7 separate regions of the Mus musculus genome follow, and all the other regions are linked to region 5. A link is a contact called in public Hi-C, HiChIP or PLAC-seq and promoter capture Hi-C data. All regions are on one chromosome and are shown on one strand. The core of a region is the stretch at or near the end of the contact, and the rest is flanking DNA. Distances in the headings are between cores, read along the strand shown.

Region 1 (3,481 bases), core at 638-3,137, 480 kb before region 5:
AGCAGGTGGGTGCAAAGGCCCTGAGACAGCATAAGACAGCACTAACAGAGAGGAAAAGGAGCAAGGGGTGCTGGGAACGCAGTGACCACGGGAAGAATCGATAAGCATTAGTGGCTGAAACAGACAGCAGGTAGATCACGTAGGGGCTTAGTAGACTGTGAATAGGAAGCCTATTTCGGGACTGGCATAGTTAAGAGTACTCACTACCCTTGCAGAGAAACCCAAGTTGGGTTTCCAGCACCCACTGAATGACTCATGATCATTCATAACTCCAGTTCTAGGGGAGCACATATCCTCTTCTGGCCACATGGTGCACAGACATACATACACACATACATACACACATACATACACACACATACATGCATGCATACACATACATACATGCATGCATGCATGCACACATACATGCATACATACACACATACATATACACGCATACACACATATATACATACATACATACACACATGCATACATACATGCATACACACATACATATACACGCATACACACATATATACATACATGCATACACACATGCATACATACATGCATACACACATACATATACACGCATACACACATACATACACACACATGCATGCATGCATACACACATACATATACACGCACACACACATATATACATACATGCATACACACATACATACATGCATACACACATACATATACACGCATACACACATATATACATACATGCATACACACATGCATACATACATGCATACACACATACATATACACGCATACACACATACATACACACACATGCATGCATGCATACACACATACATATACACGCATACACACATACATACACACACATGCATGCATACACACATACATATACACACATACACACATACATATACATGCATACGCACATACATACATGCATGCATACACACATATATACATGCATACACACATACATACATACACACATACATACACACATACACACATACACACATGCATACATGCATATATACATACACATACATACATACATACATAGAGGCAAAACTCTCATATACAAAAATTTTAATTAATATTTAAAATTTTTTAAAAAGATGTTATATTTTATTAAAAGTGCAATGACATACCACTTACAGATTCTTTTATTTTCTCTTTTTTGCTATGTATTTTTTGAAAGGGTTTCTCTGTGTAATCCTGGCTGTTCTGGAACTCCCTCTAGACCAGGCTAGCCTCGCACTCAGAGATCTGCCTGCCTCTGCCTCCTGAGTGCTGGGACTAAAAAGGCCCTGTGCCACCACACGCACCTAACTTTCCAACTCTTAATCCAGCAGTGGCAAGAACTGACTTGTGCTTTTAGAAGTTTGGTGGCTGACGTGGGTAAAAAGATGCTTGCCATGAAGATAAACTGAGTTCTTTCTGTCCCTAGATGTGGGGCACCAACTCCATGGAGTTATCCTATAACCACACCTGTCATTCTCTCTCTCTCTCTCTCTCTCTCTCTCTCTCTCTCTCTCTCTCTCTCACGTATACATTAATAATAAACATTTTTACTTTTACCTTTGCGATAGAGAACGGCTTATAGGGACTAGAAGCAAAGAGAACAAATAGCAGACTAGGGAGATGTTGACTGTAGACTTTACCTCGTTGGTACAGCAAAGGGCTGGGAACTAAGTGAGCTTCAGAGAGGGAACTATGAGGACTTGGGAGAGGGGTGGCCTGGGGGCTATTGCACCAAGGACGGGGATGACTATCTCTAGATCTCTACCCATTCAGGCTGAAAACCACAGGTGGGGAAGTCCTGGAAGATTCAGTGTCTGGTGAGAGCCTGTTTCCTCACATGGTGCCTTCTTACTGCCCCCTTGTGGTACAGAAGGAGCAAGGCAGCTCTCAAGGGCTCCGTCTTTCTGTATTTTCGCCTTCCTAGTTGCTGTGATGCTACCCGGCAGAAGCAATTTAGAGAAGGAAGGATTTCTCTCGCGAGGACACTGCCCACTGTGGCAGCGTTCACAGCCTGGCAGCGGGAGCCTCGGGCAGATGCGTGCTCCATGGCGTCAGCCAGGAACAGCTGGCTGATAACCCTCAAGACCTTTCGCCTGTCAGCTAGGTGCAGCGTCCAGATTACACAGCCTCCCGAAACAGCGCCACCAGATGGAGACCAAATGTCCCGAAACACGAGCTTGCAGGAGATGTTTCACATTCAAACTGTAACATTTCCCAGAGCCAGCCTTCGAGACTCCACAGAATCGTGTAGAAGGGACCCAAACAATAATCTGTTAAAGATAGATTACCATGCACTAAATCTCACCCAGAAGCTTCTGCCCCTTGCTGCCCCCTTGTGGGCACAGGGATGTTGGGCAAGGAGGTCTTAATCTCACACCAGAAATTTCCGGGTGAGATTAAGAATTAAGTACAGAAGATATTTTTAAAATGATTAAAAGCCAGTGCAGTTTTGCATATTTCCACTGCTAATTACAACTGAAAGGACGTCGTGTACAGATCATTCTAAAAGACAATTCTAAACGCCTGGTGCAATGGCTTACACCTTTAGTTCCAGTACTCGGGAGGCAGAGGCAGGCAGATCACTTAGTTGGAGGCCAACCTGGTCTACAGAAGGAGTTCCAGAATAGCCTCGGCTACATAATGAGACCCTGTCTCAAAAGAAGGAGGAGGAGCAGGAGGAAGAAGAGGAAGAAGAGGGGGACAAGGATGAGTGGGAGGAAAAAAGCTGCTAGTAAAGTAGAGAAAAGAAGAAAGACTGTAGCTGGGCAGTGGTGGCACACGCCTTTAATCCCAGCACTTGGGAGGCAGAGGCAGGCAGATTTCTGAGTTCAAGGCCAGCCTGGTCTACACAGCCAGGCCTATTCAGAGAAACCCTGTCTCAAAAAAACAAAACAAACAACAACAACAACAAAAAACCAAAAAAACAAACCAAACAAACAAAAGCAGACAGACTGTCCGGGGACCTTGGGATATGAGGAATACAGTGTGAATTCCCCGAGCTTAGTGTTTTTCTCACATACCAAACAGCTACAAAGGCCGCCAGCAAACTAGAAACACCAATTGTGTGCATTGCAAGAAAGCTCCTAGGATCACCCATAGGGGACCAGCAAGAGCTTTTTCTCATTAGCCACCGCGGTGCAAAGGGTGGCGCTGACATTTTTCCCCCCAGCATTGAAAAGGAAGGCTGTCAGTCAAGAACTCTGGATCCAGTCAAAACATAATTCTTTCGACGCAGTTTTGGTTTTGTGAGCGTTGTGGTTTTAAGCAGTGGTGTCTTTTTAAGTTTCTATTTTGGTGCCCAACCATCGAGTACCATGTTGTGTTCATTAGATCCCTTTTATGAATGTATATGACCCCATTACTATAACTCACTTTTTCTAACGTTTTAATGTAGGGTAATGTCAATGGACAGTCGTGTGATGAAGTTCACAATGTACCACCTATGTACTTAAGAGTTTATGGGGTAAACCAACCAGCT
Region 2 (3,001 bases), core at 432-2,931, 490 kb after region 5:
GAGGAGGTGGTTGGCATGGCAACGAATTTCTCAGAGGCCGACTTAGACACCATTGTCCCAGCTGGGGATGAGGACAACAAGGTCCCCGTGAGGCTGATAGCAAATCTGCTGCCTAACAGTCCAGGGATCCCCATGGGTGGGTGGACAGTCCCAAAATTAGAGAGGCCAGGGGAGGAGATTCCAGACGGGACCCTCTTCCAGGAGAAGAGAGCCAGAAGGGTCTTACTCTTTGACACTTCTCCACCCTCTGGGAGGAGAGAGGGGACTAAGGAGACAAAGGAAAAGGATGGTACAGGACAAGGCAGTACTTGGGGACACAGAAGATATCGAACTAACCCTCAAACACACTGGGTTGGAGCAGTGGAAGCTGCCTCCCCCAGTTGCAGCTGGTGCCCTCAGACACAAGGGCTCCAATAAAGTTGCCTGCCGGTCCTTCAGTCAGGAGACAGACTAGGGTGTCATTAGATGAGCCCCCCCCCCCATCTTTTTCTTACCGAGGGAACAGGAAGATAAGATATAGGTGGGAAGCCAGTTGGCTTGGGTGGGTGGTCTTCCTCTCCTTTCTACCGCACAGAACCTTCTATAGATCTCTTGAACCCTTCCCAATTGTAACCGGAAGGGTGGGCAAGTGTCCTGAACTTACACCCTCCGGGGTTTCAGGAGCTAGAAGTGGCAAAGGGCTGAGTTGAGAAAGCGAGACACCAAGCACGGCTGGTGTCTGCCTCACATCCTCTTGGGATGCCCAAGCAGGAGGTTAAAATGCAAAAGGAAAATTTTGGTCGGGGGGGGGGGGGGAGGGATGTAAAAAGGGAGCGAGCTCAAATGATGACAGCTTTTAGAAGATCTCTTCAGAGATTGCGACTCTTTCCTCGAATGGCGGGGTGGGGGTGGAGGGCGCTGACTGGTGCTGGATGATTAGAACCAGCATCCTGCACACCGTACGTAATTCTGGTCTTTTGCAAAGCGGTAGGCTTTACCCTTCTTCCTTCCCAACCTCAGCGTCAGGATCGCACCTTTGCTCCACCCTTTAAGCTCACCTAAAACAGCCCCTTTCTGCCCCAGTTCCCGCGGATGCTTTGGCAATGTCTGGCACAATCCTTGGCAGGGAAGTGAAGAAGAGAATCTCCATCCCGGCTTAACTTGGATAAAATCTGCCCGTGCAACAGGTGTGGGGAGGCCTAGCCACCGTCCCCGAACTTCCCCCTTCTTAAGGGTCGGCCCTTTACCGCAGCCCGGAACGGAGAGGGCCGGGCACCTGTTGGGGCAGGAGCTGCTTTCATGGCACGGGTCTGGGAGCTCAAAACCATTTCTCCCTAGTACCACTGCGGGGTTTGCTTTGGGTGTCTCCAGGACTTGCAGAGAGCTGACATTGCCGGATCACCTGAGACCTCTTCCCCATCTGCTGTCCGTCCTCCTTTAGATCTCCATTTTCCTGTCTCCGCGTTCTCCCTGCCTCCAGTCCTCCTCTCTCTCCAGCCATCCTCCCCGCCGCCCGCACCCTCTCGATTCTCCACCGGGCTCGCGTCTGGTTGCGGCGTCTCTCCCCTTCCCCTCCCCCGCGCCAGCCCTTTGTTTCCCGGCGGAGCAGTTCCTGGGTTGCGAGAGTCCCTGTCTCTGCATCTCTCCTCGCCCCGCCTCCTCCCCGCCGGGATCCGCCCCGCCTGCAGCCTCTCCGCCCTTCTTCCCCGCCGCCCCGGCCCCGGAGGTGCCGGGGACCCACCTTCCCGACTCGCGTGCGCCCGGTTCCGCGGCCCCGGCGGGTCCCCCCTGGCTGCCGCGCCCCCGCCGCCCGCGTCTTCCCGGGAGGGGGTCAGGTGGGCGGGCACTATTGTTGTGGGAGCCGGCGGCAGATTCCTCAGCCGCGCTGGCGCGCTCGGGGTGGGACCGGCTGGGCTGGGGGGTGGGGAGGGGAGCGGTGATCTGAGCTGCGAGCAGCTGGTCTTCGCGGCTCGCTCCTTCCTTCGCGCTCGCGCTCTCCGCCGCCGCCGCCCGCAGGGCTGCGCGGCTCGGTGGCATCTCGGGCGCGGCCCGCCGTCCTCGCCCCCGGCGCCGCTCGCTCCCCCCACCCACCCCGGACTCCCCCATGTATGACGACTCCTACGTGCCCGGGTTTGAGGACTCGGAGGCGGTGAGTGCCCGCGGGGGAGGGTGGGGGGTGGGGGTGGGGGAGTTGGGATGACACCTCTCTCTCTTCAACCCTTCCCCCAGTTCTGCACTTTGAAAAACGCCTTGGCAGCGAGCGGGGCAGCGCGCGTAAGCCGGCGGGGGGCTCTCTAGGAAAGTGGGAAGATGGTCTCTCATAGCCAGGTATCCCAGGTACTCCGGTGTGTGCACAGGGACGCTGTAGGGGGAAGGCTCGAGCAGGTGGCCCCAAAGCTCAGGACATAGGAGGCTGAGGAGGGGAGGACAGAAGGCCCCGACACCGAGGTTTTTAGAGCGAACATGGAACATTTGGAGTTCCGTATCCTGGGTTCATGGGGTCTGAACACAACAGGGAAAGCTGAGCTCCGGGGGAGACACTCCGGACTTGTGCCTCAAGTAAATGACAAATTAGGGAGCTGGAAGAACATTAGCGACTCGCGTACCAGCCTCTGCAGACAGGAATTCTAGAACTTGGTCTCTTTTTCCTCTCTGCCCACCCCCCCTGCGCATGGCCTTGACTGCTCTCACTCACCACTGCCTCTAGCTCAGCTTCTTGGAAAGGCCACCAACCACAGGGGTGGGCCATCAGACTGTGTTCAGTCTAGCCCCCTGCAGAGGAGGGCCTGGAGGTGAGGCCAGGGGAGCTCAGGGGCATGGGGATGGGAAGGAAGCTCTTTGCTCCGAGAACCAGGCAACCAATAAATATTTAATTCTTCTCTTTGCTTTTATCTCCTGACCCACTGAGACAAATCAGCTCATTAGACAGTGATTCCCGGAGCTCAGAGAGCAGAAAGACTGCCTGGAAAGATGGGACAAGAGTTGGGGGGGGGGGTCAGTGTCAGAGCCTCATGGAGTCACC
Region 3 (3,125 bases), core at 406-2,905, 380 kb before region 5:
CACACAGAGAGAGAGAGAGAGAGAGAGAGAGAGAGAGAGAGAGAGAGGGAGAGAGAGAGAGAGAGAGAGAGAGAGAGAGAGAGGGAGAGGGAGAGGGAGAGGGAGAGAGAGAGAGAGAGAGAGAGAGAGAGCATACAGACAGGACTGTTGTGCCCAGTAGTTGGAAAGAGAAGACTCCTGGAGCCTGGAGCCTGGTTCCTGGCTTCCCCCTCCCTAGCCCTGTCTTTCTCACTGGCTTCCTTCAGCAGTCCTTCTCCACCCTGAAACCTCTTCAGTCCCCCGTGGCCGGTGCCAAGCTTTATCCACGCAAATACCTCACCCCAGGAGCCAAAAAACAGATTCAGCCCAGTTCAATTGTTCACAAAAGGAGACCGTTGCCACGGTGATGTGTCAGGAACAGTAACCAAGCTAATTTCACCCCCATTTGACCTAGCCCCACATCTCCCACTGCCTCACAGAAAGAACTCAAACATGTAAGCCCATGCCTGGCACATGGAAGTGATGGATAAATGATAAAACCCTTTCCTGCTCACCCACCGGTGGCTGAATGGGGCAGCGCAGCATGCCATACACACGGGGCATACAGGCATACAGGCTCATTGTGTGACCAGCAAAACACACACTGCCACCAAACTTCAATGCCTTCTCTTCACCCAGATGAATTTGCTCTGGAGAAAGCTGCCTGGCCCACCAGCACTACAATCCCGACTCTTCCAGCCCTGACCCAGCCTGGCAGATGGCCGGTACTCACCCAGCGGAGTCCCTGGATGCAGCTGGGGCGCCGGTGCTCGAACACTAGCTGGTAAGAGCAGCAGCGGGGACGGTGCATTCTCTTCAACACCATATTGAGCAGCGTGCCCTCCGGAACCACGTCCGGGAGACCTCCCACCTGCGGTGCCCCCACAGCTGGACTCTCCACCACAGCTGGGCCCACCTGCCAGTGGTTCTCACCTGGCCAGCTGACCTGTGATGTGGGGAGGAAAGAGGACAGCCATCGGCCGGAGGAGCTGGACCTCCCCACTACCACCCCTGGCTTAGCGTCCTCTGGACTTGGACTGGTCATGCGGAGGTGCGGCAACCCTGCCAGGAGCCGGGGGAGGGACAGGAAGACCTGCCCCGGGTCCTGCTGGCTTGGCGCACCTAGGGGTCTCCACTCAACTCACAACGATGGGGCTCTTCTCAGTTCTGGCTGGAATTCGGCCCCACCTCACTACCCATGTCCTGAAGGCATGTCCACCTTTGTACACACACTAGATCCCCAGAAGCAGCTTTTCCTCAAATTCTCCTCCCCGCCACTCTCTCCCACCCAAACTCCCCCACGTGTCGGCTTCCTCTCCCGCCCTTTCCAGCAGCTTTCTTTGGCCCTGACTCCGGCCCACCTTACCTTCATGTTTCTTCTCCAGCTCACACCGCGGTGCTCGCCCTAGCAAGAGGCTGCAGGATCCCTGGAGCGGTATGAGTGTGAGTCCCGAGATGCAGCGAAGGGCCAGCCCCTAGTCAGACAGGTTGCCTGGAGCAGCAAGATGCAGGGCTAGGCAGATAGGGTTTGTCCTGGGTGAATAGAGGGCTGGGGGTGTGGGGCAGCCCCCACCCCTTCCCAAAGGCTAAGAACTCCAAGCCTCCGCCTCCGTCCCAGATGTAAGAGCCAGCTGGCACAGGGCGTTCAAGCGAAGCTGCAGCTGGCACTGGTCCGGGCGGGAGCTGTCACACCCCCTGCGCTGCCCGCCCCTTCCCCTCCCCGGACAGGCCGAGGGGGCGGGGAGCAGGCACGAGCTTTACGGTAGGGGTGGGCATAGGGGAAGGGGCAGAACCAACAGCTGATGGAGTCCCTACCCGAGACTACGTCAGTGGGTTCAAGCTCCTGTCCCGAAGCCTCAGCGGGTAGGAAGTGCCTTAGGGTATCTGCCCCTGCAGCTGCCCGGGTGCCGGGTTAGGGGCGGTGATGGCTGCACCCGCCGCCACGTGGCCAAGAGGAGAAATGCAAACAAGGAAACTAGGGAAGGGGGAGGGAGTGAGTCATGGCGGCCCCACCCGGGAGGGAAATCCGGGCTGGGGCCGCTTCCTGGCCTGGGGCGTCCGGCCTCCCGTTTGGGTTCAGGGTTTCCAGCAGCCCGGGGCTGGAACTGGGCAGCCTTCCCGTGGGGGAATCTCGTTGCCTGGCTTCCCACCTTTGCCCTCCCAAACGCATACACTGGCGCGGGTGGGGAAATTGAGGCTGGCGGGGAGGGACTGCATTCCAGATGGAGAGAGAGACAAGTGGTTGGATTTACTGTGCCGGGACTCGGATTTGTTGCAGAGTTTCAAAGACAGCCTGGGCTTTGGGGCCATGCCCCGCCCCCCAAATGCTCCCCTATGCCCGGCTAGGTGGTGAAGGCAGAGCACACCTCCTCCCTGGGCCTCTTTGCCCCTTCCGCACAGATGGCCGGCACTTCGCACTTCGTCTCACTCGCTCCTGCTTCCTAGTGGACAGACTGTGACCAGGGACGGTGATTTCCGTGGCGCCCGGTGATTGCTCAGGACATTGATGAGGGTCTAGAAGAAGGCACAGGTTCCACCCCAGCGTTTTAAAGCTTTCTAGCCTCCTCTCTTCTTTCCCACTGCCATTAAGCCAGGAAGCGGGAGAGAGGGCTAAATCCAGCATAGCTAAGCCCATTTCCACCCAGAACTGAGAACTTTAACCATCATTTAAAAACTGAATTTAAATGTGTGTGTGTCTCAACAGTTTTTCTCTCCCCAAGGGCACGACTGGTTTAACTCCTCAAATTCTGGTTCCATCCTATTGGCATGAAATGGAAAGTCTGAGCTTTGAATGAACATTTTGAACAAACAGGTCGTCTGTAGTGCCCACCCTTTGAGGCACACTAGTGAAGATTTCTCTGCCCCTGTGAGGAAAGAGGGAAACCTAGAAAGAAGTCTGCCTTACAATTCGAAGAATAGCTCGTATACTTGGCTTAAAAGGAGAGGAGATGGGTGGGTAGTGTCTCGCATGTGCAGTTGTAGGTGAAATGGTGGCCGCAGTCAGGATGCTGGATCTGCCCTAGTAGGTCTTGCAAAAGAGTTTTCTGAAACTAACTGTGGAGTAGGAAGGGGGTGTTTCCTATTCCTGCTGCCCCACTTAGGTCAGG
Region 4 (3,338 bases), core at 799-3,298, 340 kb after region 5:
CATTCCTGACCACGGGGCAGGAGCAGCAAGGACGGGGGGGGGGGGGGGGGGGGCTCAGGGCTTCTCACAACGCCACTGTTCAAGCTTCTCAGAGCACATGGGCTTGTAGGCTTTCCTGATCACAAAAGAAATGGACAAAATGAATGGGCTGGCTGGAACTTTCTATTTAACTTAACTATGCCAAATAACTGTTCCGTTATGACATTTTCATACGTGTATATCATCATACTTTGCTCAGCTATCTCACATGCGCACGTGCACACACACACACTTTCTCCCCTCTTAATGATGGTTGTCAGTGACTAGCATAAAGCTGCATTTAGGTTCGTCCTCAGGGTGAGGTGAAAGATTGTAGAGAAGAAATGGCATGGGCTTCTAAGTGGAATGAGGCTCACTATAATAATAACAACAACAATAACAATGATAATAATAGGACTAGTGGAGCATGGCTTTAATCTGAGCACTCGGAAGGCATAGGTAAGCAAATCTCTGTGAGTTTGAGGCCAGCCTGGTCTACGGAGTGAGTTCGAGGATAGCCAGGGCTACACACACATACCACAGACACACACATACACACACAAACACTCACTCACAAAAACCTCTCTCAACAAGCCAAAATAATAATAATAAAATCAATAAGAGTTCAGATCTAGGAAAGATGTGGAATAATACCACAAGGGCTTTAAGGATGAGAACTGGCCAGGGGAAGAGAGTCCTGGACATCAGTCTTCCAACATGGAACTTCATATCGGGGAAGTTGTCACACAAAAATGACACGAAGAAGCATTTTAAATGTAGACCTTTGGGACTCTAGATGAGTTTTGTTTTGGAGACTCCATCCAAAATTAAATGGTCTGGAGAGGGAGGTCAGAAGAGAGCAAAGACGACGACTTACCAGTAGTCGATTCCTTTGATAGCCAGGATCTTCTTGGCACACGCTATGTCATCATCCAACTCGTCATCCAATAACTCTGTTATAACAGAGTGCAGGAAGGAACAAGACAAATAAGAAGTACAGCTCAGTGGACTGGTTCCTCTGGCCCCAGAGTCAGGGGAACTGGTTCTGAGTTGAAGGTTTGGCCTAGAGACTTTCTATATGAAACGGCCAGTCTGATAATGCCTCCCCTCCATGGGAACTCCATTCCCTTCCCTAGGACACCTCACGAGACAGCATCAGATTCATCACGCCCTGAAAATACAGCGTATCAGACTTCAAGACTCACAAGTGTCCCAAACTACCCTTCCCTGAACCTTAGGGGACTCTCTGGGCATGTGGAGATCATGACCAGTGACCAGGTTCTTACTAAGCACTGCTATCTCAAGTCATATGGTACCCAGCACACCTGAGACATGCTGGGTACCAACAAGGAGGCTGCCTGGGAGGACTCGGAGGCAGGCTGTAGAGATACAGAAGAGTGTGGTGAAAGAGGATACTCACTGTCACAGGAGATGCCACAGATGTTCTCCGACTCGGGGAACTCACTACTTTTACACCAAAATCTGTCACTGATCTGGAAGAGTCCGTACTCTGTGCTGCCGTTGTCGTTGACAACAGCTTGTGTGTCGTAGCCACTGGTATGAAATAAAACACAGGCCCCTGAGGGAGACAGAAGAAAGAACTTTCTCAGAGATGTCTCAGAGTACCATAATTGAAACACTGGTTTCCCGGGGGGGGGGGGGGGGGGGCTTCCCAACCAATCTCCAAAAGTGGTGAAGTCCAGATTATCTTGGTGAAATGAGAAAGGCCAGACAATGGGAGACAGGCAGGGCAGGAGAAGTAATTGAATACAAGAGGTCAAGACAGAACAAGAAGAGGTACGAGACCACACCACGAGGAGACAGAGAAGGAGGAGAAGGGAGAGGTGGGAATGGAAGGAAGCAGGGACGTAGTATGAACTCACATTCAAGCAAAGAGATGCCTTGATAGCCATCTATGTCTTTAATGGCATGGGACACCTTGCATTTTGTAAGCTCTGTGGCTTGAAAGGCAGGCAACGACAAAATACACACCAGGAACAAAGGAACGAAATGCATCATTTTGACTGCTCCTGGACCTTGTAATGCAGACACCGCTCACTTCATCTGCTTTTATGTATGAAGAAGGCCTCTGGCCTCCTGGCACCGGGCCTTCTCTCTAGGAAGACAATGATGAAGAGATGCTTATGCCAAAATAGAAACCCTGAGCCTGCCAGCCTCCCTCCATCCTGCCACCCTCCCCCCATCTCCTGCATCCAGTCAATACCAAGTATTGTTTTCTTCCCACATAATTCCACACATGACCCAGCTTCTCACTTGGCTCTGGTAAACCTTCATTTCTTTTAGGGCTGCTTCCAGGAAGCAGGATTTCCTTAACCTACTTTTGGAACAAAGGAGGCTTCAGAGACAATACAAGGGAGGTGACTGGAAAACACAGTTGGCTACAGCCAACTCCATGCTTACCCCTAAACACATACAGAACGTGGAAAGGGGATGTATCACATCCTAGGATCAAAGGTGATATTTGTCTGTCCAACCTAGCCATAGGACAAAGTCCAGGAAAGCCCCTTGATATGGAGACTCATAACTGAGAGCCTTGGGAAAAGGGATGGAACATGGTGGCATTTAGCATGAGACTCAACTACTACTTGGATCCCAAGACTTCCTATGGAGGGAGATAGATAATGTGAAAAGTTTTGTGTAAAAATATCTAGCTGTTCTATAAGAAACTGCCAAGCGCCGGGCAGTGGTGGCGCACGCCTTTAATCCCAGCACTTGGGTGGCAGAGGCAGGCAGATTTCTGAGTTCGAGGCCAGCCTGGTCTACAGAGTGAGTTCCAGGACAGCCAGAGCTACAAAGAGAAACCCTGTCTCAAAAAAACAAAAAAAGAAAAATAAAAAGAAAGAGAGAGAGAGAGAGAGAGAAACTGCCAAGCGCCCTGCCCTCAATCGCCTCTGCCATAACTAGCTAGATGCTTTTTGGTGTCACTAAGACATTGTGTCAATCCAAGGCTAATTCCATAGCAACATTGTTAATAGCAACATTGTTCATAGCAACATTGTTCATAGCAACATTGTTCTTGGGTAAGTGGTCCTTGATAGCGAAGGTTGGCCACAGACAGGAAAGGGTCCTGGGTAAGCTATAATAGGTATCTCCCCTAAGCAAGTCAGGGCCAGGTACTAGTTTCAAATAATTCCTGTAATTTTCTGTCATGGAGTACTACACTCATGGCATCAATAATCCTTTCCCTCCTTCCTGCCTGTGCTCATTTTATGAACCTGATTTTTTTTTTTTGACGTCTCCCGAGGTCTCCATCCTAACCAAGCCACCTAAGACTTATAAACTGGAAGTCTTCCAACTGG
Region 5 (3,419 bases), core at 564-3,063:
AACTTCAAGCCAATAAAAAAATACTTCCAATTCTGGGTAATAAGCAGATTTAAAATAAAAACATTTTAATAACTGGCTAGTCAACATGCCTGAGAAATATGGCTGTGCAAATGTGTTGAAACTACGTTATGGTAGAGAATTCTAGGATGAGCGGTGAAAGAAAATAATTCAACGTATTTAGATTCAACTACAATAAAAGCTTTAACTATGGAAGATGTGTTAAATAACAGCTATTGAGGTGGTGCATCCTTATAAAAAAAAAAAAAGCACCTATCAAAAACTGGAAAGAATGCCGGGCGTGGTGGCACACGCCTTTAATCCCCAGCACTTGGAAGGCAGAGGCAGGCAGATTTCTGAGTTCGAGGCCAGCCTGGTCTACAAAGTGAGTTCCAGGACAGCTAGGGCTACACAGAGAAACCCTGTCTCGAAAAACAAACAAACAAAAAAATCAACCCCACCCCTAAGAGTAAAGGTTATGAGAAGGTTTTTAAGTAGTGCCTGGCACATGCTGGTCCTCAATATAAATTTGTTAAATCCATATTTGAATTGGCATCACAGCATCAAGCACCCAGGATCGGACTCACCAAACCCCTGGGTTAGGTAAGTTGCTGTCAGGGTGTGACTCAGAAGCAAAAGCTTTACTGTAGAATATATATATATAATTACACATGCAACTACTAAGAAGCGCAAATTTGCGATGGGTTATCCCTTTATACATTCGATAATGTAGTATAAACTCTAGTTTCTTTTTGCTAATCAGTAGCCATTAACAGCTGTCTGAAAGGTATGCGAGGCTGTGGGTATGGCTTAGAATTCGGCAAATCCTGTTTTTTTTTTCTTAAACTTTGTAACAAAGGGGACAAAAAAGCATGGGGTTGGGAGGTGGGGTGGGCGCAAAGGTATAGTCCGGGTTTCAGCAACGGTGTTGGTCAGAGGGGACAAAGCAGAAGGCTTGACCTGATGTGGTTGTGTAAGTTCCTGGTACATTAAGCAGATGGCACTAAACCCTGCACTCATTTTATGGATGTTCCTGGCTTCCAGGCTAAGAACTCTACCTTGAAGCTCCAGGTGAAACTGTGTGCCTTTCGCAAGGACAGCATCTGCTGTCAGGATAGATCAAGATAATCAACTTCCCTGTGGCCCCCGAGGCCAGCAACCCTGCAATCTGACCCCGGTGGGTCCTTCCCTCAGCTGTGACTCGTTTGCTCCATGCCCTGTTTTTTCTTCTCCCTCCTATGGAATGTACAGAAAACTTTTTTTTTTTTTTTTTAAAGCAATGCACAAATACACTCAACAGACCCTGCTCAGGGCCGGCGTCGGCCTCGCCCCCGCGGTGACCCTTGGCCTGGCCGGAGGCTCCCAATCCCAGGACGCGGACAGCTGGAGGTTCGCAGCTGCCGGGTCTGGACGGACAGACGGACGGAGAGGGGCGGGGGCCAGGGCAGCAAAGGCCAGGGCTGCTGCGTCCCTTGCGGCAGGGACCCCCGGGCGCTCACAGCAATCCGGGCGAGTCCCGGGAGTCTCAGCCTGCACCCCGGGGCGCCGACCAGCCCCCGCCCCCACCACCCGCAAAGGCCGGGAACGGTGGCCGGGTCCGGAGGCACAGAGGCCGGGCAGGCGGCTAAGGGGCGTTCACAGGCTGCGAAGCACCGACTTGGGGGTGGGGAGGGGGGCTGGCTTCAACACCGTCCCGCACTCACGGCCGCACTCACCGAACCGCGGGTCAGATCGGTCCGGGAAGCCGCTGTCAAGGCGTGACCCGGAAGCAGAAGCGGCTCGCATCAGCCCCGGGGTTTACAGCGCAAGCCGGCCGAGTGCGTGGGCGCCTGCGCGCAGGCCAGTGTGAGCGAGCCGAGTGCGCCTGCGCAGACTGTGGACGTTGGTGGGTTCTTAAAACTTTCCTAAGGAGCTGGACGCATTCCCCTGTCGCTGCTTATAGGACGTGGGCGCGATCGCTAGATCACTCCTAGCCTCTGGCCTCGTGTCCTGGTCCAATGGTGGAGGAAAATCCCGAATTTTAAGCCTATTCTTATAAGTCTGCGTCTGTGTGGACCAGGGCATCCCATTAGTCTGCCTCCCAGAGTCTATATCTGCAAACAGTCCTGGCACCACATCCCCACCGTCTTCTCTGCTTAGCATCATCCATTTCAGAGTACAAGCGTCACATAATTGACAGAGCAAGCTGCTGGTGACTGCCTCTCAATCTTGATTTGAGGAAGCCCAGCTTATTTGAACTAACTCTCTCTCTCTCTCTCTCTCTCTCTCTCTCTCTCTCTCTCTCTCTCCCTCTCTCTCTCTCAGAATTTACCCACTACATAACAAAAGCAGGTTTGCACTTGTACACAGCAGAGGGTCTAAGGATCTAGCAAGATGAAGTACTGTAACCTGGAGGGTGGCAGTCACCTCTCTTCGGAGGTTCTGGGCCAGCTGTAGTTCAATGACCCAACACAGAAGGAAGAGTACAGGGTTCGGGCATTGGCTTTGAGACTGATGTATTTCGCTCAATTTCTCCGAGTATTATCTTTCTTGAGTGTTGGTGAAAGTATAACAACGTAAAAACAGAATTCTAGGCCTTTAGGCCCAGGCTTGGGAATGTGGCCTTTGTAAAGGTATGCTAATCAAAAAAGAGAGCAACATTCCTCTACCCACCCGCTTCCTGGGTTCAAAGAGTGCTCATTCAAAGAAAGTCACCCTGGCCATTACCAGAACCTGCAATGCAAATGTGCTATTGTTAGAGGCTCTTAGAAGCTGTCTTGAGAGTTAACAATTACCAGGTATTCCTTGTGACTCTTGTAACTTTACACTTCCTTGTGACTCTTAACTGGTATCTTTGGTATCTTCCAACAACACCCTCCCCACTTCCTTAAGTTTCGGTTTCTTCCTTTAAATACCCCCTTACCCAGCTACTCAGGGCGCCACGGTCCTCTACCCCTGCGTGGTGTATGACCATGGGCCCGAGAGCGCTCTTGAATAAAAATCCTCTTGCAATTTGCAGCAAGACCCGTTTCTTGTGGGTGATTTTGGGGTGTCGCCTCTCCTGAGTCAGAACGTGGGGGAGCCCTCACATTGTGGGTCTTTCATTGGCTGTAATAATACTTAAATATCCTTCTATTTCTAGAAAATTTGATTTTAAGTAAAAAACAAAGTCTTGCTTCCCAAATGCTTTCTCACTTGCCCAATTTCAAACCGCTGTATAGCTATCGTCATGGTACTGTACTACAAAATGGAGCTTGAGAGCACTTCATTATAAAATTGCAAAGCCTACAGTGTCTGTTCTATTTTTTTTTCTTCTTCTTCCTGAAGAAAGATAAGGACAATAATGATTCTCAATTTTAAATTTTAATATTTTTATAAAAATATTCAAACATACAGAAAAATTAGAATAGTAACATGAAATCTTTATAACATTGCCTATTTGT
Region 6 (3,042 bases), core at 392-2,891, 420 kb after region 5:
CCACAGAGGTCAGAAGAGGGCATGAGATTACCCTACAACTGCAGCTATAGACGACTGTGGGCTGCCATATAGGCCCTGCCTAAACAGTAAGTGCTTGTAACTGCTGAGCCATCTCTCTAGCCCCACAAAAAATAACTTTTTAAGGATATTTACCAGGCCTTCCCTTACTAGGCTCTTGGAACTTTTCTCTCTCTCACCTTCTTAAACTTCAATAATTAAGTTTTCCAGTTCTACTTTCTTTTGGGGGGGGGCGTGGGGGAGGTGAGGAGGTGGGTGGGCAGTGTTCAAGGCAGGGTTTTTCTATGAATCCTTGACTGTCCTAAAACGTGCTGTGTAGACCAGGCTGGCATCAGAAGTAGAGATCTGCTCACCTCCCCATCCTGAGCAATGGGATTCAAGGTACGCACCACCACACCCTGCTTAGTTCTGATTCCTTCAGGAAATATTACATGACCTCTGAAGTATAAAACCTTTGAAACCATTTGATAGTCATCCACTGAAAATAAACCCCTGCCTTCCTTTGTACGGGTACCATTCCAACCTCCCCAAAACGTAAGAGTACTTATTCCCACAGACCTCAGCAACAGTCTGCATAGAAGTGACAATATGATGGCGGCAAGCTTAAACACACATTTAAAAGGTGCCGTAAACACAGACAGAAACTCAGAGAGGTTTGATCGTGCACTGACCAAATGCTTGGGAAACTGGATTTCAATAGGAGACAACTGGCAATAAAGAGAACACCTATACAACATACAACCTTCAGACTTAAAAACACTAGAGACCTAAACTCTGCACTTTTTTTTCTTTCTTGGAGACAGGGTCTTACATGGAAATTCTGGCCTGCTTCTACTTCTCCAAAGCTCAGATCAAAGGCACAGGACACCAGGCCTAGCCCTCAGCATCACTCTTAAATAAATGCTACATAAGTGGAAGTAAAATAAAAAAAAGAAAAAGAAAAAAAATATATATATATATGGACAACGGAAAGAACTTTAAAACTATTAGTTTTGCCACAAGACTGTATTTTCATAAGAAAAACTGGGAGGGGGGAAATCACTAAACTACATTACCTCTAAATTTTGAAACCTAATGAATAAACTATCACTAGTGCCCAAAGAAGCAAGGACTTAATATTCTGAAAACTACTTTAAGCATACCAACTTGTATATCCCCTCCCCCCAAACCTAAGTTGACATCTTTTTTTCCTCTTAAATTCCATGAAACAGCTACTAGAACGTTTGAATATCAAGCGTGGTGGCAGACATTGGGACATTTTGTTTTAAACGAGAATCTGACAGGTTAGCCAGCTAGTGAGAGAAACGGGCTTGGAACCAAAACTGGGGCAGCAATTCCAGACCACCTTCATAAGTCCTTTGCGTACAGAATTTCCCGAAACCCTTTTTATACACTTTGGGGAGGCAGAGTCGATAGCGAAACGTCCTAAACGGAGCCTTAGGTCACAGCAGAAAGAAGACTCTCAAAAGCCACTAAAACAGGGCAGAATCCAGAGGACGGGGGCTGGGAAGGAGCAGCGAAAACACAAAGACAGGAGAGGTACGAGTCGGCAGCCCGGCCGGTGGCACCGGTGAGCGAGCGGGAAATTGACTCCGCCTCACTTCCCTCGCGCGAACAGTGGCTCGGCCAGCGAGCGCCATTGTGGGTTCTCCCAACTTAGACGCCCAGCTCCTGCCACCACCCCACCCGCTTCTGTCCCCACCAGCGTCGCCGGCCCGGACGTCGAAGCATGGCCGGACGCACTCCGAGGCCGATGGCCTAGGCCGAAAGGATACACGTTCAGACGTTGTCCCATGTCCTGGAGGAGATTGGCCGCCTGCTGGCGGTAAGAGAGTTCTTTATCGGAGTCCACGCCAAAGCGACGCGACGGGCTGTTCTCCAGCTGCTCGCGAGTAAAATACCACCGCTTGTTGTTGTTCTTCCTCTCTCCCTCCATAGTGCTTCAACCAAGAGGCAGCGGCGGGGGCTGCGAGCACTTCCCAGCGTCACCGGAGCGGCGACACACATCCGCCGTGCCGAGACTACTGCGACGTGACGAACTTCCTCCAAGGGGCGACCACCGAGGTTGTGACACACTTCCGCCCAGAAAGCCGAAGATTCCAGCGCCGACTTCCGGAATGACCCCTCCGACACCCCGTAGACGAATCCACAGCCAGTCCGCGGCTAAGAACGGACCGGCGGCCGGGACGCAGGATCCGGTCGTGTGACCGCCAGGTGGGCGGGACTATCTGACGTCGTTCTTTAAAGGTCTCGTCTTTCCGCGCGAGAACTGCGGTAAGGGGGCCTCACCGGCGGGCCTCTAGTTAACGCTCGCTGCGCTTGGCTGGGTAGTTTCCGAGGACGTGCGTGATGGAGGCCCCTTTGTAACACCGGGCTTACGGAAAAAGTGGCAGGGGAAATAGGCGAGACTCTCAGAAAACCGAGAAAGGACGAGACAGTGAGTGGCCCTGCCCCGTGCAGAAACGCGAAAGCCACTAAAAGGTTCCTGGGTTCTTAGCTCCGGCATGGAGAACTCCGGCGCGTTTGGAAACCGCTCTCCTATTTTGTAGCAGCCTTTCCTCCCGTTTCACTGCGGCCAATCATCTGGAAGGAATAAAATCAACGCCACTGAGCTTCGTTTGAGTGTTTGGGGGGGGGGGGTAAAGGGGCCTTTTTTTAAAGATTTATTTATCTTCATTTATGTATATGAGTACTCTGTAGTGGTCTTTAGACAACAGAATTGGGCATCGGATCCCATTACAGATGGTTGTGAGACACCATGTGGTTGCTGAGAATTGAACTCAGGACCTCTGGAAGAGTAGTCAGTGCCCCTACCCGCTGAGCCATCTCTCCAGCCCCGGGTAAAGGGGTCTTTTTCTCTCTTTCCTTTCTTATTTTTGTCATCCCTGGAGCTCAGAGGGGCGTCGGGTTTTGCCCGAGTGCTGGGATTAAAGGCTTGCACCACCACCCCGCCACGCTCAAGGACACCACCGATCGTTTATCGTTTAGGTCTGGAGGCCTTTTTTCTTTTGCATTCTTTTCTCT
Region 7 (3,180 bases), core at 641-3,140, 440 kb before region 5:
ACCCCACCCACACACAGGTGCAAAGGGAAAACTGACTCCACAAAGTTGTCGTCTGATGTGTGTGCCATGGCACATGCATGCACCGTCGCACGCCACATATGCATAGCGTGAAAATAAAACTTTGGCAAAGCAATGCAATTGTAAAAGGAAAACGCGCACGTTGGGGGAGGGGGCAGATGAGTAAGAGGATTGTTTCAGTCTGGAATATGTTGAATGTGAGCACTTAGGGGCCATCAGAAGGTATTGAGTAGATAGAAAGGACTAGAGAGAAATGTGGGTGACACCATTAATAAGGTAGAAACTCTTGCATTTGAACGTGCTCAGAGACTGTACTGACGGAAGCTCGGCAGGGCCTGAAGAGTGGCAGCCTTAGGGAACAGGAAGATCAGAAAAAGGAGGTGGCAGTACCTATAGGGAGCTGGGCCCATATGAGAGCTGCCACCCACCCACCGCCTGAGAAAATTAACATGTTAAGTAGGAAAGTTTAGCAGCGCACACACGTGCTCGTATGTTCATGGCGTTAGGTCATAAAAAGACTGAGAATAGTCGCAGGATTTTTACGGATAGAAATGAGTTAAATGAATCACGTTACATGGGACAGGGGTTAACGTTGTCTTTCCTAATGTAACTCCATTGGAAGCACATGAAGCTCACAGCGGTGCACAGTCGACCACTGCTTCTGGTTCCAGCTATCCAGGAGGCAGAGGGGGCCTCACAAATTAAACTCAACATGACGCCTTAGCACACCTTAAGAGTAAGTTTTAAAGGGCTAGGACATAGCATTTGCCAACATGTGAAAGATGCTGAAGACTGTAAGAGAGACAGAAGACAGACAGGCAGATAGATACAATGGGTAAAGTGACTGGACTAGGTACCTTAAGATAGGAATACTTGGAGGGAGGTTATAAGAGCTTTCCCCCCCCCCACCCCCCACCCCCAGTAAAAAGAGGCTGTTTAAAACGGCTCGGCCCGACAGTGGTGATGCACGCCTTTAATCCCAGCTCTCGGTAGGCAGAGGCAGGCGGATTTCTGAGTTCAAGGCCAGCCTGGTCTACAGAGTGAGTTCCAGGACAGCCAGGGCTACACAGAGAAACATTGTCTCGAAAAACAAAACAAAACAAACAAACAAAAAGTGTAAAACGGATCTTCTGACTCAGCCTCAACGAGGCAGTTTAAGCGTCAAGCAGTGTCCACTTTTGGTTATGCGCATGCATTTCATTCATAAACAAATCCCGCATAACGCTTTGCTGAACACAAACCAGTACACCTGCAAAACGAGACCCTTAAACGCTGCACGTCTTCAATCCCAGCACTCAGGAGGGAGGCAGAGGCCCGCGGTTCGAGGCCAGCATGGTCTACTACACAGCGAATTGCAGGGCAGCCTGGGCTACAGAGAAACCCTGTCTCTAAACAAACAAGCAGACCATGAGATGCTGTAAGGGCGGCAGCTCTCCTTCCACCCACCCCCGGGTCCTAGGGCAGCCCATGCTGCCAGGACGGGGTTCGTTCCGCAGGCAACCAGAAACTTCCAGAGCCTGGGGAACCACGTTCACGTCCCGTATCAAGCCAAGCCTGCATACCCTGGCCTGACGGAGCCCGCAGGTCCGCCGCCCTCGCGGGACCGTGGCTCCGGAGGTCCCGCCACCGCAGACCGCCCGAGCCCGGACGCGGAGCCAGCTCAGGCCGAACCCTGGGCAGCGCGCGGAGAGCGCACTCGGGAACCAGCCCCGGCGCCCCGCCGCTGCTCCCGGCCCGGGCCCAGCCCCGCTCTTCCACCCCACGCCCCTGCAGCCAGCGGGAACGGTAAAGCCTACTCACCCGCCACGGCGGCCACCAACCTCACCGGCTCCAGGGAGACGCACGGCGTCCTACACCACCGCCGGAGGTCTGCGCCTTCCCACAAGGCCCCGCGCGCCGCTCGAGCGTGCGCAGAAGGTTCGGCTCCCGCGCTCGGCTGCTCTTGCTTTGCTGGCGGTGGACGTAGACTGATGTTCTAACCTCTTCTAGACTAAGCGTGAGGATCCCCCAAAGTGCACCCATCTTGACGTATTGACCTCCAAAGCATAAAGCCTTTTACTCCCCTCGATTGTGTTTCTGAGAGCTGCCCTGCTTTCCACTAACGAGATGTTTGTAGCCTCTGAAAATCCTAGGAGAAAGTTACTGTAACTTCTAAGAACTGTCAATGCTGGAACTCTGCTGTTTTCTCTCTGAGTCTTGTATGTGGCTGCTGGTCTTCCTTGTGCTTTTTTGCTACTAATCTTTTTCCTTTTCTAAGATTATCTGTAGATTTCGGGCTTGTGTCTATCTTTAGATAGACCCTGGCTTATCTAAAAGAATGACTGAAACCTGTAATGCTTGCTTCTGCTTCCTTTGTGAGTGAAGCTGTTTCCTATGTAATAACTCTGTTGTACAATGCAATGGGTATAATTTTTTAAGTCCACAAACCAACTTTTTTCAAACTGAATGGAAAACATATCATCTCAAAGATCAGTTATTCATTCACAAGTTTGACTGAACCTTCGAATCACACAAGGGAGGCAGCCGTGCAGGTGTGTATCCCACACACGCTGATTTATGAATCTTATCCCAGAGGTTTGACATAATTAATCTTCGATACAACTTCAGCATCAGTCATTTTCAAAGCACTGGGTACAGCTGTGCAGCTGCAAAACACTAATCTACCTGCCTGTCAATGAAAAACCGCCCCTGGTCTTTCCTCACTAGGTCATATCATTAGGATCTTTCTTTCCCTCATGGTGTGACTGGTTGTCTTTTAAGTTCATTTAAAAGTAAAGATCAGAAACTGAAGAGAAGTCTCCATGGTTAAGAATGCTGTTCCCTGGCTGTCAAGATGGCTCAACGGGTAAGAGCACTGACTGCTCTTCCAGAGGTCCTAAATTCAATATCCAACAACCACATGAAGGCTTACAACCATCTGTACAACTACAGTGTACTCACATACAATAAATAAATAAATAAATAAATAAATAAATAAATAAATAAATAAATCTTTAAAAAAAAAAGAAAAGAAAAAGAAAGAATGCTGTTCCCTGTTGCAGAAAACTTGAGTTCCCAGCACCCATGTGGTAGTTAACAGTTCTGTAACTACAATTCCAGAGGATCTGACGCCCTCTTCTGGCCTCTTAGCACCAGGCGTGCATGTGGTGTGCATACATACAT

What was found. Promoter capture Hi-C pulls out the DNA fragments that hold promoters and counts their contacts. Hi-C and Micro-C count contacts between places; a contact is called where the count stands out from the background. HiChIP or PLAC-seq counts read pairs in DNA pulled down with a chosen protein or histone mark. Capture Hi-C pulls out chosen DNA fragments and counts their contacts.
Region 1: a contact with region 5 is called in an H3K27ac HiChIP or PLAC-seq map of large pre-B cells, with 2.2 times the contacts expected there. The contact joins the enhancer-like site here to the promoter of Asb8 in region 5. A contact is called at or near these places in 1 of 484 Hi-C or Micro-C datasets (B cells) and 2 of 115 datasets of contacts at active chromatin or transcription factors (embryonic stem cells and large pre-B cells).
Region 2: an H3K4me3 HiChIP or PLAC-seq map of bone marrow-derived macrophages shows a contact between it and region 5, with 2.8 times the contacts expected there. The contact joins the promoter of Cacnb3 here to the promoter of Asb8 in region 5. A contact is called at or near these places in 3 of 115 datasets of contacts at active chromatin or transcription factors (bone marrow-derived macrophages, embryonic limb bud and pancreatic cancer cells).
Region 3: an H3K4me3 HiChIP or PLAC-seq map of embryonic stem cells shows a contact between it and region 5, with 8 read pairs. The contact joins the promoter of Rapgef3 here to the promoter of Asb8 in region 5. A contact is called at or near these places in 3 of 39 promoter capture datasets (the 3T3-L1 cell line and embryonic stem cells), 3 of 115 datasets of contacts at active chromatin or transcription factors (bone marrow-derived macrophages, embryonic stem cells and pancreatic cancer cells) and 1 of 9 other capture datasets (embryonic stem cells).
Region 4: a promoter capture Hi-C map of pancreatic islet shows a contact between it and region 5. The contact joins the promoter of Lalba here to the promoter of Asb8 in region 5. A contact is called at or near these places in 9 of 39 promoter capture datasets (the C10 cell line, the HPC-7 cell line, cranial neural crest and 4 more), 1 of 15 datasets of contacts at CTCF or cohesin (pro-B cells), 1 of 484 Hi-C or Micro-C datasets (pre-B cells), 6 of 115 datasets of contacts at active chromatin or transcription factors (T-cell acute lymphoblastic leukemia, bone marrow-derived macrophages, embryonic limb bud and 3 more) and 4 of 9 other capture datasets (adipose tissue, embryonic stem cells, liver and 1 more).
Region 6: a contact with region 5 is called in a promoter capture Hi-C map of pre-B cells, with 2.6 times the contacts expected there. The contact joins the promoter of 9330020H09Rik here to the promoter of Asb8 in region 5. A contact is called at or near these places in 5 of 39 promoter capture datasets (the C10 cell line, cranial neural crest, maxillary cranial neural crest and 1 more), 2 of 484 Hi-C or Micro-C datasets (Sertoli cells and neutrophils), 4 of 115 datasets of contacts at active chromatin or transcription factors (astrocytes, embryonic stem cells and extraembryonic endoderm stem cells) and 1 of 9 other capture datasets (adipose tissue).
Region 7: a contact with region 5 is called in a Hi-C map of the G1E-ER4 cell line, with 3 times the contacts expected there. The contact joins the promoter of Rpap3 here to the promoter of Asb8 in region 5. A contact is called at or near these places in 1 of 15 datasets of contacts at CTCF or cohesin (embryonic stem cells), 3 of 484 Hi-C or Micro-C datasets (B cells, the G1E-ER4 cell line and double positive thymocytes), 1 of 115 datasets of contacts at active chromatin or transcription factors (embryonic hindbrain) and 1 of 9 other capture datasets (embryonic stem cells).

Annotation. Positions count from the first base shown.
Region 1 is chr15:97,661,989-97,665,469 of GRCm38.p6, forward strand. No RefSeq gene overlaps it. Among named protein-coding and RNA genes, the nearest start is that of Rpap3, 42 kb to the right of the region's middle. Within about 2 kb of position 1,888, at least 173 of the 459 cell types and tissues checked have an H3K27ac peak or open chromatin away from gene starts, as enhancers often do. A contact at or near this core is called in B cells, where this site is marked.
Region 2 is chr15:98,633,086-98,636,086 of GRCm38.p6, forward strand. It overlaps Cacnb3 (calcium channel, voltage-dependent, beta 3 subunit), which reads left to right and starts at 1,682. Exons shown (of 13, transcript NM_007581.3): 1 at 1,682-2,128. The coding sequence starts at 2,084.
Region 3 is chr15:97,766,011-97,769,135 of GRCm38.p6, forward strand. It overlaps Rapgef3 (Rap guanine nucleotide exchange factor (GEF) 3), which reads right to left and starts at 1,656. Exons shown (of 28, transcript NM_001177810.1): 1 at 1,385-1,656; 2 at 752-964. The coding sequence starts at 1,390. It overlaps Rapgef3os2 (a long non-coding RNA gene), which reads left to right. Exons shown (of 3, transcript XR_384421.2): 2 at 658-1,881; 3 at 2,365-2,827.
Region 4 is chr15:98,480,635-98,483,972 of GRCm38.p6, forward strand. Lalba (lactalbumin, alpha) reads right to left here and starts at 2,049. Exons shown (of 4, transcript NM_010679.1): 1 at 1,902-2,049; 2 at 1,439-1,597; 3 at 896-971; 4 at 1-115. The coding sequence starts at 2,037. The coding sequence ends at 55.
Region 5 is chr15:98,143,889-98,147,307 of GRCm38.p6, forward strand. It overlaps Asb8 (ankyrin repeat and SOCS box-containing 8), which reads right to left and starts at 1,814. Exons shown (of 4, transcript NM_001170710.1): 1 at 1,713-1,814.
Region 6 is chr15:98,565,683-98,568,724 of GRCm38.p6, forward strand. 9330020H09Rik (RIKEN cDNA 9330020H09 gene) reads left to right here and starts at 1,642. Exons shown (of 2, transcript NR_028442.1): 1 at 1,642-1,843; 2 at 1,957-3,042. It overlaps Ccnt1 (cyclin T1), which reads right to left and starts at 2,054. Exons shown (of 9, transcript NM_009833.2): 1 at 1,794-2,054. The coding sequence starts at 1,954.
Region 7 is chr15:97,703,932-97,707,111 of GRCm38.p6, forward strand. It overlaps Rpap3 (RNA polymerase II associated protein 3), which reads right to left and starts at 1,891. Exons shown (of 17, transcript NM_028003.2): 1 at 1,819-1,891.